2 separate regions of the Mus musculus genome follow, and region 2 is linked to region 1. A link is a contact called in public Hi-C data. All regions are on one chromosome and are shown on one strand. The core of a region is the stretch at or near the end of the contact, and the rest is flanking DNA. Distances in the headings are between cores, read along the strand shown. Region 1 has its middle 140 kb from the start of Otor. Region 2 overlaps Gm33599 (a long non-coding RNA gene).

Region 1 (7,333 bases), core at 2,195-4,694:
GATGTCCCCAGAATGCAGGACTTGGAAAAGGAAATGACTGTGTTTTAATCCCCCCTTTCTATGGCAATCTATAATGACATGACTGCCACAGCAATAACACTCTGCCCTTTCAGCCCATCAGATCAAGGATGCCTGCTTGCAACCCACAGACCCACATCAGGTCTGTGAGGCTTTTCCTTGGGAAGGTGAGTGCCTTCATTGTTGTTGCTACTTTCGTTTGATAACACGTTGGAAGAGAAAGCACTTGTGACCATGCTAATGCCCCATTTCCCATCATAGGCTTGTGCATTAACCTTTGCACCCCATCAAAGTTTCTTGGCTTGCACCAGTGTCACAGTGGTGTCTACCTAATGGTGTCTGATTTCTATTTTTTTCTGCACTTTTCATGCCATGTTTCTGTGAGGGAGGATAAAGTCATCAAATATTTCTTAGCTCTCTGTGCTACAAGAGAAGTGGGTCAGGGGACCAAGCTGCTTTCAGTTCTCCGAGGGGTTGGTGCTGGGCGGGTGATGTCCAGCTGGCTGCAGCTGTGAGGGAGGAGGACATGTGTTCTTCCCGTAGACCCTTGCTGCTGCTCTATTCTAGCTGCTGCTGTTTCTTATTTGGGAACACCTCCCCCTAACTAGCTACTTGCTCTTCAGGCCTCTGCTCTTGCCATCCTTGTTAAAAGACTGTCTCATCTCTCTTCCTTCTCAACAAGAGCCATTTTCCCAAGTCTGCCTTTACTGTGTTTCCTTCTAAGACTCACACAATATGAGTGAAGACCACAGTTATTTTCTCTACATTTCCGAGCTACTATGCAACATCTAGGACAAAGGACCTTTTTAAGAGGGATCTGACAGAGGAAAATGAATATAAAATAGTGTATTTGTTACAAACGCCATTATGTCTATAATTTAAAGGTATCTGGTACAGCATGATTGCTACATTAAAATTCATTCTTTTTTGGGGGGGTTGCATCTGTATGAATCTTGACAAGTGTATGTAGCTTCATTATCCATGGCAATTTGCAATACGTGAAAATTTCTTTATCCCCAAACATCCTTGATAGCTTTCATGGTCCTCTACTCCCACCCTTGGCAGTTATTGGCCTTCTTTCTGAGCCTTTAATTTTGCTGCATCCAGAATATGATGTGAAGGGCACTACAAAATTCACAGCCCTTAGAATTTGATGCCTCTCGTATAACATGATGTTTGAAATTCATCCACACTGCTCTTGCTGTTAACACGTTTGCCCATTTTGTTGTTGAGTCATGTTCTGTTTTATGCACTGACTAGCTTGTCTATCAGTCACTGGGCAATGGATTTTTTTTCCACTTTTGATTACTATAAATAAAGTCATTACTAGCATTTATTCTCTCTCTCTCTCTCTCTCTCTCTCTGCAAAAGAGACATAGGGAGGAGTAAGATAGACGGGAACACTAGAGAGACACACAAATAAAGCGAAAGACAGAGGTTTTCAATTTAATTGAACATGTCCCTGGGAATGGAATCGCCAGCGTTTTGGTGGGCAGTTTAGAAGTTATCCAACAATATGCTCAAGGAGGGAGACCTATTTTGTTCTAACCAGCAGCGTAAAGAGTCGTTCATCCCTATGCTTCCCTATCAATCACTCTACTGATGTTGGTGTCTTTCATGTGACTCCTTGCCATCTCTATACTTCTCTACTGAGTAGTTAACAAAAATTTGCCTATTTCTTATTGGACTGTTTCCCTCTTGTCTAATTTATTGTTTCCCCTGTTATGGCTGGTGCTAACATTTGCTTGCTTTGGTTGAGTAGCCTTTTTCAAGCCTTCCTCAGAATTGAATTTGTTTTCCCTTGGTAGGTTTCAGAAAGCACAAGCTGATTTTCCTTCCCAGAGCCGTATCTCAAACACACCACTTAGTCTTGACTCCATTTCATTTTTATATCTGCTAACTGGGAACAAGTCGTGTTTCTTAGTAATTTTCTGTTGTTGTCTTCCAGTAAAAGTCAAAATAATTGCCCGATGAATGTGAAGATCGTCAAGCTTCCACCATGTTGTTAGTGGTAGCAGGTGGAAGGCAGGAAAACAGTGAAGAGGTTGTAGCAAGAGAGATGGCTAGGCAGAGTGCAGCCGTAGGATCCTCACCAGAAGGAAAACATGAGATGCGTGAGTAGAGAGAATTCAGAGAGGGGCCACTTTCTTACACACACAGACTCCAGATCAGAAAGAGAAACAGATGGGGAGAAGATATAAAAGTGATCAACATTCAACAGATGTAAAATTATGCCCAATTACAGAGAAGGAAAGGAGAGACAAGTCAGGTGTGTTTATTCACTGATGGTGCCATTACTCCCCCCTTTCCCCAATGCTTTTTCCAGACAGGGTTTCTCTGTGTAACCTTGGATGTTCTGGAACTCACTCTGGAGACCTGGCTGGCCTTGAACTCAGTCTGCCTGCCTCTGCTTCTCAAGTGTCGGGATCAAAGGTGTGCCCAGCACTACTTCTTAGGTAAAGTGGCTTTCTTCGAAAGTGCTGCCTGGACTCAGTCCCTCTAGACTCGTGCTTATCAAAAAGTGAGAGAAGCGAAGCCATATGTAGAGCCCAAGGACTATCTTCCAGGAGGTCTTTGCCATGCACTGGGCACCATGTCCAGAGTGGTATGCGACCTGCCTGCTTGGTGTGCACTCTCCTGCTGAGGATGATGTGCAAGGAGACCTGAGCTGACACCTGCTCTGTATGACAGATAGCAAAGGATCCCATATTGCAGTAAAATTGGACACTGTAGTGATGTCTTGACCATGTCAGGATTCTCTGTCTAACCATGGAAAGATTCAGAGAGGAACAGAGATATCAATGCTATAAAGGAGAAACTCTTTAGGGCTTCAAGACAGCCTGCCCCACAATGTATGCTCAAACAGAAATGCCCTTCCTTGGCACTCATCAGGTTTGTGATTGTGGAGCTTCTGACTCTGGCAATAGTTGTAGTTCCCAGGGTGGCCCTCCCACCTCAGCCCTCTGTCACAACCTGCCACTAGGGTCATTTTTCACTACCCAACTTGCAAGCAAATTGTGCATCCTTGTTCAAGTAGGATGGGATAGGATCTTATCAAACAGGACTTACCAGCTGGAACCAGAAAAAAAAATATGTCCATCTGGCCTGGGCAATGTGCCCTCCTGGAAAATTACTGAATAGTGCCAACTTCTGTAAAAATACATTCCTTAAAATGCCAGCAGAAGGCAGAGACTTATGGAGACATGAAGAAATTATGCAGCCTGTGCAAATCCCCATCTATCACCAGCCCTGAGTAATGGGAATAAATGCCCACCCAGCCTCAGTGCCAAGAACATTAATAATTAGTTCATGGGAGCTGTCACTCAGGAATGTCCTGGCGGTGGTTCAGATTCCAGGCATGAGGGGATGTGATGCCAATGCACGGAGCCCACAGAGCAATGAGACATTTTGTTGTGCGTGGGTGGGCTGTCAGAAGCAACCCTCTCTCTACAGAGAGGCAGTGAGAAGTGACGACTTTGGGTCCAGGGATCTTGGCGAGTTAATCTAGCTGCCTTTTTTGTTCTCCCTGCATGCTTTGCAGAACTCTTGGTAGTGAGATCTTCCTCCTGAGGAATAAAGACAGCCAATCAATGCTCATCATAGAACTTTCTTGCCTCTTTCTGAGGCCATTGCCTGCCATGGTTGCTGAAAAGCCTCTTAAGTGACCACTCAAGGTCCTCCTCATGTTCCATCTTACCCCATGGTATGGGCTGGTGTGTCCTCTGAAAATGTATGTGTTCTAACCCCCGTGTTTCAGACTGTGACTGAGTTTGGAAGTAGAGTCTGTAAGGAAGCAAGTGGGTTAAAGTGATAGCAATTAAAGGACATCCGATTTGTATCATCTTAAGAAAAAGATATTTGGACATAGAACAAAGGCTAGACTACATGGGTATAAAAGATAAAAGGCGTCTGCTGTGCCAGCTCAGAAAAGAAGCCAGAGGAAACGAGGCCACGCAATACCTTCTTCTTCGACTTCCAGCTTCCAGAACTGTGATAAGTAAATAACATTGTGTTGTTTAAGCTCCCTTGCCTGTGTTTGTGAGGTTTTATTATGGTGTCCTAGCTGACAGCTGCAAATCTTTTTACTTGCTCCTTAGGCACTGAACTGCCCTTCAGCTGTCTCTCTAATGAACTTTGAAATGTTGACCACAGTAATGAAGTTACTATCAAATATGACCCATGGCTATTATGTCCTGTCCTCATCTGTGTCTTTTTAAATTCACCTCTTGAATTCAGGACTTTTCGCATGTTGAGCCAGTTGTACATTCAGCCTTTCTTCATCCTTCTTCCTGATTTCCATGTTTTTGTTTTTGTTTTTGGTTTTTTTTGTATTTTCACTTTTATGGAGAGTGTTTCACCAAGGTACCAGGCTGACCTAAAACTCACAATTCTCAGTCTTCCTTGCACCTAATCTCCCATTTTGGATTCCCACTTTCTGATCCCTTTACCCATGTTCTTCCCCTAATAACTGTTCCTCAAGTCAAATGCAGGTCCTCTTCTCCATAAGGCCTTCCTTATTTCCCAGGCTGATGGTCCATTGTCATTGAGCTTACGGAGGATAACATCTGACTTGCTTTTGTATTGTCTGTTGCTTCTGGAGTACTGCTTTGTACATTACAAGCCCATATCTGTTATGTAACTAAGAGAAAAACAGAGAATGGGGCTGTAGGAGGGAGTATATGATGCCCTGCCTGGGAATGTGTATGTTTGAAGAGCTGACATGGGATAATAATGTTAACCAGGCTTCTGTGATCAAACCAATGTGGGTACAGCACACACCCTCTTCCTGTACACCTCTTACTTTCCTGTCTCTTGTCTTTCCCCATAGGAGAACCATTTCTACCTCCATTATGGAATTTCTGGGTAGATGAGTGAGAGGCACATGTGCAAAGCATATGCCCTTGCTTTGCTTTGTCTAGAAAAATAAAGTTCCAACAGGTAAGAATCAGAGGCCACGGGCTGGGCCTCCCATCTCTGCGGGAAGCTCTCACTACCCAAGGAGTCCACAAAGAATCCTGTGGTACATTTGGATGAAAAACAATGGTTTCCCCTCTCCCTTAATCATAAATACGAAGAAGCAAGATGAAGAGTGGTGATTCTCGGGCATTCAAGTCATCAAGTCTAATAAGGGAACTCTACATCTTATTTAAATGCTTCATAATGGATGACCATATTATAATCTAGACTAGGTTAGGCCAGTCCTTGGCTGGAATAGCACAAGTCTGAGGACACAACACAGAGGGAGGTGATTCATTTCTACAGAAGCAGGATAAGCTCTTACTGCTCTTGTACCTAAGGAGCACTTCTCCCCTTCAGATACTCTCACCATAGGTAGATCCGGACAAACAGGTGGAGAGCTGCAAACCAGAAAGTGGGTAGTAACAAGGACAGTTGCTCATTGTTTTAGTGGATTCTGTATTTGCAAATTCACCTATTTGCTAAAATACACTTGAAAACCACAAACTAATGTTTATGGCCTACACTCACACACACATACCACATGGTTTCAGTCACACAACAACATTACCTTTCCCAGCACAGTGAGCAGAGTTGGTCTTTCTGGCTCCAGTCTTGGGCTGCTCATGTGTCCTTTTCATGGGTTATGTAGTGTCTCATTTCCTACTTTCTTTGCTTTTTGTTGTGATGTATGTTTACATCCCTTTCATAGAGCTGGAGTGATTTCTCATATTACCGATACTAGTGAAAAGGTTGTATGTGTCTTATGCAGAAATCATACGTATTAGGGAAATTCCATTCATGAGTTAAGTCATATAGTGCAACTGACTGGAGTTCAATGCAAATGAGTTAATATCACATAAGCTTTGACTTTGTATCACATAAGCTGTTATATACATCTATCTATCTATCTGTCTGTCTGTCTGTCTGTCTGTCTGTCTATTTGTCAAGGCTGGTACAAAGGTTTGATTGGAGAGGCTTCTAGGAACATAATCCTGAATTTTCCCTAACAGCAATGGTTCAGTATCAGCCGATTCATCATTCTCAGTGACTTTATTCAGTAATGATGTGACTGGACAGACAGAATCTGGTATACAATACAGTTCAAGTTTAGAAGTGGTGAGACTGGAGAGATGCAGGCAAGGGAGGGTCTTAAACAGCAGGACTGGTCATTATCTTGCTGAACAAGTGTCAGTAGCCAAGTAAAATAACTAGATTTTCCCCTTTACACTCTAATGCCCTTAAGAAGAATGGGTTTAAGGTGAGCTTTGGCAAGGTGAGGATGCAGTAAAACAATTCTCCAGAGATGGGACCAGCCACTCTGTGTGCTTTCAGACACACATCTGCTTTCTGAAATAAGATTCCGTATACCTCAGTCTGAGAAGATGGAAAGCTCACTGAAGAGCTGGGCTATGCCTTACTCATCTGTGCCAAAGGAGTACTTGAAAAATCATCTGATAAACACTGTGCTGGGTTATGTGAACAGAAATACTGCTAGTGGGAATGGAAAGGAATGGGGAGGAAGGAAGGAAGGAAGGAATGAAGGAAGGAAGGAAGGAAGGAAGGAGAAGCAAGCAAGCAAGGAAAGATGGAAGGAAAGAAAGAAAAGATGGATGGAAGGAAGGGACAAAAGATAGAAGGAAGGAAAGATGTATGGAAGGAAGGAAAAAAGGAAAGAAGGAAAGATGGATAGAAGGGAGGGAGGAAGGGAGGGAGGGAGGGAAGAAGGAAGGAAGGAAGGAAGGAAGGAAGGAAGGAAGGAAGGAAGGAAGGAAGGAAGGAAGGAAGGAAGACAAGGAGGCAGGCTACCAACAGTTCTTGGCTTTGACAGGCTGTAAACATAGCCTACTTTTAGAAGGACAGGAAATGACTCCAACAGTGACTGACAGTTAATAGTGGCTCCCATCTTGATTCTAGTAGGATAGATAGGTTCTAACTGGAGTCTTGGGGACAGAGCTAAGGTGTCAGGTGGTCTTCTGGAGCCCTGAGTGTGATACTGCCACAGCAATGGGTCTGGAGACAGGAAAGCCAAAAAATGTCACATTTGACACTCATGAGCGAATGGAATTTGGGGGTTGGACTTGTTATGATTGCTTCCTTCTTGTAGCTGCTTTGAGGGAATGTTTATCCACACCTGTCACACTGCTGTGTTTCATAATCAGATCCCTTATTTGGCTTTTCAGGTCTACAGCTGAAGAGTTCAAAGCCTTTGAAATTGTCCCATCCATACCTGGATTAGACGATAGTTAGTTGAGACTTAAGTCTTCAGAGTTGACACTGGAATGAGTTACAGTTTAGGGGGTGCTACTGAGATAAAGTAAACATATTTTTTGCATATGAGAACAATATAGACTCCAGG
Region 2 (7,333 bases), core at 2,299-4,798, 230 kb after region 1:
CAGACAGACCTGGGATATGGATCCATCATATATCGATTACATATGTCGATTGCATAGCATGAGGTCCTGAGTATGAGTTCCCAGCAACCCAGCACTGGGGAATTAGATGGAGACAGGAATATTCTAGAGTTTATGGGCCACTAAACCTAGTGTAATTGGCAAGCTCCGGGTACAGTGGGGAATCAGGAATGGTCTCAAAAGCTATTGTGGAGAGCAACTGAACACACCACACACACACATGAATGAGAGGGGGAGAGATGGAGAATGGAGAAAGAGAATCAATTACAAGTAATTGGGTGATTGATTGTGGCTGCAGGTAAATCCCAAGAGTGCCGTGAGAGGTAAGCTCTGATCTGATTCCCTCTGATCTGAGAGCAGACACAGTCAAAGTCCATAGGGACCTAATGTTTCTAGTCATGCCCCTAACCGAAAATTTTCTCTTGCTTGAGGGAGGGAGGGAGAGAGGATCCATAAGGCCTTCAAATGACGCAGTGAGCACTACTCATATCAGGGAATGCCACATGCCTTACTGAAAACACACTGGTTTAAATGTTAACCTCATCCAAAATAAAACACAGAAACATCCATTTTTATTTGATCATATATGGATGCCCACATGCCAGTCAAGTTAACACATGAAACGAGCCACGATAGAGTACAAGTGTATCACACATTCAAACACCATTTTACCTATTCTGGCAGTCTCTGGTCTGGGTTACCAAGTACTTGACTTCTCATGGACTTTGCCTTATTTGGCATCAGAAGGCTCTCTAGGCTTATTATAGCCATTCTACACCCACATATAACAGATAGAGAACAAGTACAGAGAGCTGGGAGTCCTTTGGACTTCTGCCTCCCTCCATGGAAGTCTCATTTTGTAGCTAATCAATGGTATAAAAGTGTGGAAGCCAACCCCACTTATTCAAGTCAGGACTCTATGTTTTCCTTCTCTGTGTCCTTCGGAGGTTAATTCTTTCATATATATTTGCACATGAAATCTCTCCTTGGGCTCTGTCTTTTAGGAAACCTGACCCGTGAGAACAGCCTTTCATACAATTTCTTCTTGGCTTTCAAATATGATGTTATTTCCTTCCTGACTATGGTTCCTCTTAAATCGTTCAGGAGATGACCCAGCATCACTTACAGCTTCCACATTAACATCTGGTCAGCTGAAAGCATCCTTCATTTTGATATATCATTAAATAGCAATCCGAATAGCTAAAGTTAGTATACGCCTCTAGTTCTGGTCTTTTGTGGCACAAAGAGAGTAAACCTTTGTTACAGTGTTCTCTGGCACCCCTTTCCCTTAAGCTTTCCAAAATGAGATGGATGAAGAATTGAGTTTGTCTGTACTGTATTCTTTCTGTGAAATGAGAGCATCCGGGAAGAATCTAGCTCTAACAACGAGATCTAGTTAGCGTTTAATTTACATAGATGCTGATTTACTTCATAGTTATGCACTGTTGAAAAGAGATGCCTTTTTCCCTAGAACCCTCAATGACTGTGACACATAATTGCCAAGGCAGTTCACCTTTGCTAACATGAATGTGTTATGTCTTAAAATGACTTAAAATTGATGTTACCAAGTTTCTCTTGAAAAGAATTGATAACAAGAAACCCACCTCAATGAATGTACTATGATTTTTCTTCACTTGTACATGACACAAACTTATTTTAATTATCTTCATACTCTTTCAGGTATAGACAGGTACCCTGGAGACTGGGAAGCACAGTCCTTTAAAGACCTTGTTGACAAACACTGTCAAAGAAAGCCCCTTCTAAATGGTTGAATAGTATTCTTAAATTTTTCTGCTAGTCAATAAACCTGGGTCATCGATCTTTGAGCGTGCAAATTCATGCATGCATGCATGCATATATGAAGACAGAGTTTTTGTCATTTAAAATCTAATGCCTCAGGACCTGGGTTGAATATTGATATACTTTGAGAATAGAAAGTAAAATGGTACTCCCACATGGATTAAAGGATTAATCACTCATCAAGGCAAATAACTATGAATGAACTAAGAGCACAGTAGATCACTTCTTACCCTGTCTCTTTCCTTTACCAAATTTGTAAGAAATCATGAGCTTGAACTCTTGGTCCTTACTGATCATGATTTCTAGACCAGGGCTTCATAGAGGATTTTTCACCAGGTAGATGGTGAGAGAAAAATTCCCAGCCGAAGAAACATCAATACAAAAATCATAAGAAAATGAATATAAGGATGACCAAAGTACAGTCTTGGGATAGACCTCACACTTGGGATAGGGGGAGCTAAAGCTCAACTCTGAGATCTAAGAGTGGACAAGTAGTCCACACTGAGGACAAACTCAAATGATGAGCAGAAGTATGGATCTAAGTAGTTATGAGATCATTAATCAAAGGTGGGTGAGTCAATATTCCACAGTGTTTGAAGGGAGTTCCTTTGGTCAATATTATGCACAATGACCCCTTGAAACAATAGTAGGAGGAGAAAGGCTAGACACAGGTTGTGAGGTGTGATGTCTAGGTCAGAGGGTAGGTACAAGGATGAAGAATAGAAGAAAGTGGTCAGTAGTGGATGTTAAAGGTAATGACACTGTGAATTGAGATGCTCCTGTAGTAGGAGCCCATGATTCAGACATTCTGAGATGTTCCCACATCTCTATAATAAGTTATGAGTGTGACGTGGGTACTCAGAAATTATTTATTGACTTGGTAGACCTAATATTCTCTCTTCTTCACTAGTCTCAGGAAGGGCAGTAAAATGAAGCAACATCAGCAAATAAAGTCCTTCACTAGCCTTGTTCCATTTCTAAATCTCTGCTTCTGCATTTATAAAGTGAGTAAGGAGCCTGGGAAAGAATTCCTGTAGATCATCTTCAGCTCCAGTACTCTATGTGAGCCAGATCCCAGGAGCCTGAGATGCTCTGTGCTTTCTCTAGCATTTCTGGCAGAATTCCTGGGAGATGATCAATTTAGAAGAGCAGCTTCTCCCAGCTGCCCCACCCCCTGTATCCAACTCAGGGCTAACCAGGACATGGCTGGAATGACTGTATTTATACATCTGTAACTCCCATCAACACAGGAGATAAACAAACCTTATTATGGGTTGATGGGCTGTTGTGTTTCTCTCAGGTAAGCCAATGGCAATATAAAATTATGCTTTTGTTTGAAGTTAATTTCTAGTTGGCTGAATTTATGCTGCCTTTGAAACCTCCTGGTGCTTTGAATACAGCCAGCCTGCCTCTTCAACCTTTGTTTTCCTCTAGCCCTGAGAAGGGATACCTAGACTGTGGATTTAAAACTATGCAGCAGAAGCTTGTGTGTGCCTCACTGATAATGTTCTTACTAATCCACCTCTGGCTGATCTCTCCAGGCAGATGCTGCCAGATATAGCCTCGAGCCTGAAGCATCTTGTAGACATAGAGTCCAAAGCAAAGACAGGGAGACTCAAAGCACAGTCTTGTCCCAGACTTCACCCCAGCTTGAAGCAGTTTCCAGCACACTGTTTCCCTTGACAGTTCAGTGAAGTGTGTGGGAGGCTGTATGGGGAACACTGTGTGTTCCTAGTTTGAAAGAAAAAGTAGAGCAAGTTTCTGTGTTGTTCTGCAGTGCTTTAAGAGCTAACCTGCTGTGAAGTGAGAGGGGAATACATGGCATGGAGTCTTCACGACTGGAATATTCCTTGAAGCAAATGCTGACTTGAAGCGGTATCTGGACTGGGAACTCCTAACCCTGACATCTCATCACTAACACTGTATCACCTATCTCTACCTACACTGTAGGTCTGAGGTTCTCAGAAGTGTGCACTAGAGGTAAATCCTTGTTATGATCAGCAGCATTAACAAGGAATCAGAGAAAGAAACTCCAGAGCCCTAAGGTCCATGCCCCTACTTGGTTGTATCAGAGCTGTCCAAGGTACTGAAGATCTAGCACTGACAAAATAGTTTGCCCTGCAAATTACCAAATTTCAGAAAATCAAAGGAAAACCTGCTCTTAGGACTTCTATCAGGCCAGAAATTTTAAACTGGACTAAATGACCATGTCAGGAGAAATGTTGATTGTGTAAGATGACTACAAGCCTAACTGAAATCAGAACATACTTTGGGCTGAGCCGGTCCCTGCCAACCTGCAGAATCATAGATTGTATACGTGGCTTAGGCTGACAAGTTTGGAGTGTTTATTACAAAGCAAAGAAACCCAAAACACTAGGTTGTTACAAAAAGCTGGAGATGTGGTCTGCACACCAGTGGCACTGTGCTCCCACATAATGAGCATTGAGTGGATGGTATCTGTCACATCTGCTGTACAGAGAGGGATGTGCCAAAGAAGTAATGAAAGCAGTGAGCCTCCAGCATTGTCCTTCGCTCACAGAGCAAGCCTGCCTGTATAAAATGACAAGACAACCGTGTGAAGCACTGAGCCTATGATGAAAAGCTGCTTGCTACTGATACTTGAATATTCTTGCTGAGCTTTCTTCACAGCTTGTTCCTGGAGAACAGAAACGAGGATTACATGGAGAACCTTGTTCTGACCCCTAAGATGAAGTAGGTAGGTTTGATTTCTTGTTACCAAGGTAACCTCTCTCAATAAACCTTGAAGAGATAATTACTCTGCATGAAGACTTTTGCTTTGCTTTGCACACCAATACAGTTCACAGACAATGCATTTACATGAGGAACAACTGATGCACAGAGACCCATGATCAGCAATTCCGTGCACGAGCACTTGTCCGTAATTAATCAGCACCAGTTTGAGGGTCTCTCACCTCAACATATAAGAAAGATATGAAAGCTGAAAATGTATTTCAAATTCAAACTTTTTCAGTTTTCCTATTTTATAAATCATGGACGTGGAACCCCAGAAAAACTGAAAAATAATACCAATGTCTCTGAGCATAGTAATTGAAAATCTGGAACTAAAAATTGGACCTCCTTCGGGGTGTACTCAGGAGCAAGATGTTCTCGGATAACATTTCACAAGGGAGTAATCCTAGAAAGCACTTTTGTACTATGCATTTTAAAGGGCAGAAAGAAAGGCTTTACACAATGAAGTAAATATTCAAGGAAATGGATATGTGTAATCCAATTGAAATATTATACAAATATGGACACATACTGAATACCAATTGTGTCCTTATTAACATGCACAACACCACAGGTTGAAGAACGAAAGGTAAAAATAGATATGTAGCTAGAAAGATTGGATATACTGACTAGTAGATGGTAGGTAATTGATAGATGAACAACAGACTGACAGATATATGGTAGATAGATATTAGTAGATAAATAGATGAATAATAGATGATATTTCGATAGATGATAATACATAGAGAGTTAATAAACAGGTAAAAAGGTAGGTCATAGATAGGATGACAGCTGATGGATAGATGAATAGACTGAAAGATATATGATACATAGGTGATAGAAAGTGTTAAATAGGCTGACAGAAGATTGATAGGTGATGAAGATAGCTAGATAACTATATACATACATACATACATACATACATACATACATACATACATACTAGTAGATAATTGGACTAAGAGGAATATAGATAGATGATAGGTATATAGATAGATATATAGACAGATGATTGATGATTGATACTTAGATAATAGATAAATAGGTATGTACGTAAGTACATAGATAGTAGAGATAGGTAGGTAGGTAGGTAGGTAGGTAGGTAGGTAGGTAGATAGATAGATAGATAGATAGATAGATAGATAGATAGATAGATAGATAGAGACAAGTACATCTCTTGATGCTTAATCTAATACTCTCCTCTTCAATAAATATATTTTCTGTCACTATGATAGATTGTATTTTTAAAATGAATTAGTTTTTATTCTTCAAATTAATAATTGATGTTAGTTCATAAATACAGAAAAGCATGAAGTAGGTGTCACGTGCTATCCAGAAATAACCATGATCAACCTCTCATGTCTTTCCTCTAATCCCATGTCTACAGACACATCCGTATTGTTTTACTTGCCTCCAAGTGCTATATGTCATCATAGCATGCTTCAAGTGAAGTTTGCTTTTCGTGGTCCCTCTCTCCAATCTTTGTCCCATGCCTTTGGTGCCTTCTCACCCTAAGTAGCCTCAGTTCTAATTTCAGGTCGCATGCGATCATTCTTTCTCCCCGCCCCCCACTGTTCACCCCTCCTAGTCTCCTATCCATTGCACAGTCTATACCAACTACCACACTCCCTTACTCACATTAAATGCAAATATTAACAGCAAGGGCCCCAAGAGAAAGAAAATTGATTCTTTTGTCTTTAAGAGTCTAGGTCACCTTGTTTAATAAAATACATTCTAGATCTGTACTTTTTCTTCAAATTTCATCTTATTTTACTTTGGGGGGGGGGGAGGTGTAAGACAGGGTTTCTCTATGTTGCCCTGGCTGTCCTAGAACTTATTGTGTAGACCAAGCTGGTATGAAATTCTGAGATTCACCTATCTCTGCCTCCTGAGTGCTGGGATGAAAGACACGCAGTATCATGCATGGCTTCAAAATTTGTTTTCTTTATGGATGAAAGTTAAAAAAATTCCACTGTGTTTGTATGCTACATTTTCATTATCCATCCACCTGTTCCTAGACATCAGGGCTTACCGTCCCTTACTATTACAAACACTGCAGTGGTAACCAAGATGCACAAGTACCTCTGTGGTGGAAGATAGAGTGCTTTGGGTATGTGTCTAGGTGATACAGCTGAGTCATATGATATTTCTACTTTTAGTTTTTGAGACTTCTCTGTACTGAAATCCGTAATGGCTAAACTAGTTTACACTCCCATCAGCATTGGGTAAATATTCCCTTTTCCTTGAATTCTCACAAGCATTTGTTATCATTTGGGGTTTTCTTGGCTTTAGCCAATTTGGACTGAAGCTAGATGGCAAGTCAAAGTGGCTTTAGGTGTTATTTCTCTGATGGCTAAGAATGTTAAACATTATCAGAAGATGGCCTGGTCGGCCACCATTGGGAAGAGAGGCCCCTTGGTCTTGCAAACTTTATATGCCTCAGTACGGGGGAACACCAGGGCCAAGAAGTGGGAGTGGGTGGTTAGGGGAGTGGGGGGGAGAGTCTGGGGGACTTTTGGGATAGCATTTGAAATGTAAATGAAGAAAATACCTAATTTTTACATTTTTTTAAAAATTTAAACATTAAAAAAATAACCTTATTGGCCATTATATTTACTTTTTTGAGAACATGTCTGTAGATCAGTAAATCTTAACAATTTTTTTCCTTTCATGCTGTATTATGTGTGTGTTCTGTATTATTAAGTGCACATATGCAACATCACCTTTTTAAATTTTTATTATCATATATTAATCAATTACATGA

The links. A called contact is a pair of places that touch in the nucleus more often than the background predicts.
Region 2: a contact with region 1 is called in a Hi-C map of cortical neurons, with 2.1 times the contacts expected there. The contact joins two enhancer-like sites. A contact is called at or near these places in 5 of 484 Hi-C or Micro-C datasets (cerebral cortex, cortical neurons and nephron progenitors) and 2 of 115 datasets of contacts at active chromatin or transcription factors (VIP interneurons and neural progenitor cells).

Annotation. Positions count from the first base shown.
Region 1 is chr2:143,214,832-143,222,164 of GRCm38.p6, forward strand. No RefSeq gene overlaps it. Among named protein-coding and RNA genes, the nearest start is that of Otor, 140 kb to the left of the region's middle. Within about 2 kb of position 3,445, at least 19 of the 459 cell types and tissues checked have an H3K27ac peak or open chromatin away from gene starts, as enhancers often do. A contact at or near this core is called in VIP interneurons and cortical neurons, where this site is marked.
Region 2 is chr2:143,447,968-143,455,300 of GRCm38.p6, forward strand. The region is part of intron 2 of Gm33599 (a long non-coding RNA gene); the gene reads right to left. Among named protein-coding and RNA genes, the nearest start is that of Gm33599, 36 kb to the right of the region's middle. Within about 2 kb of position 3,549, at least 25 of the 459 cell types and tissues checked have an H3K27ac peak or open chromatin away from gene starts, as enhancers often do. A contact at or near this core is called in VIP interneurons and cortical neurons, where this site is marked.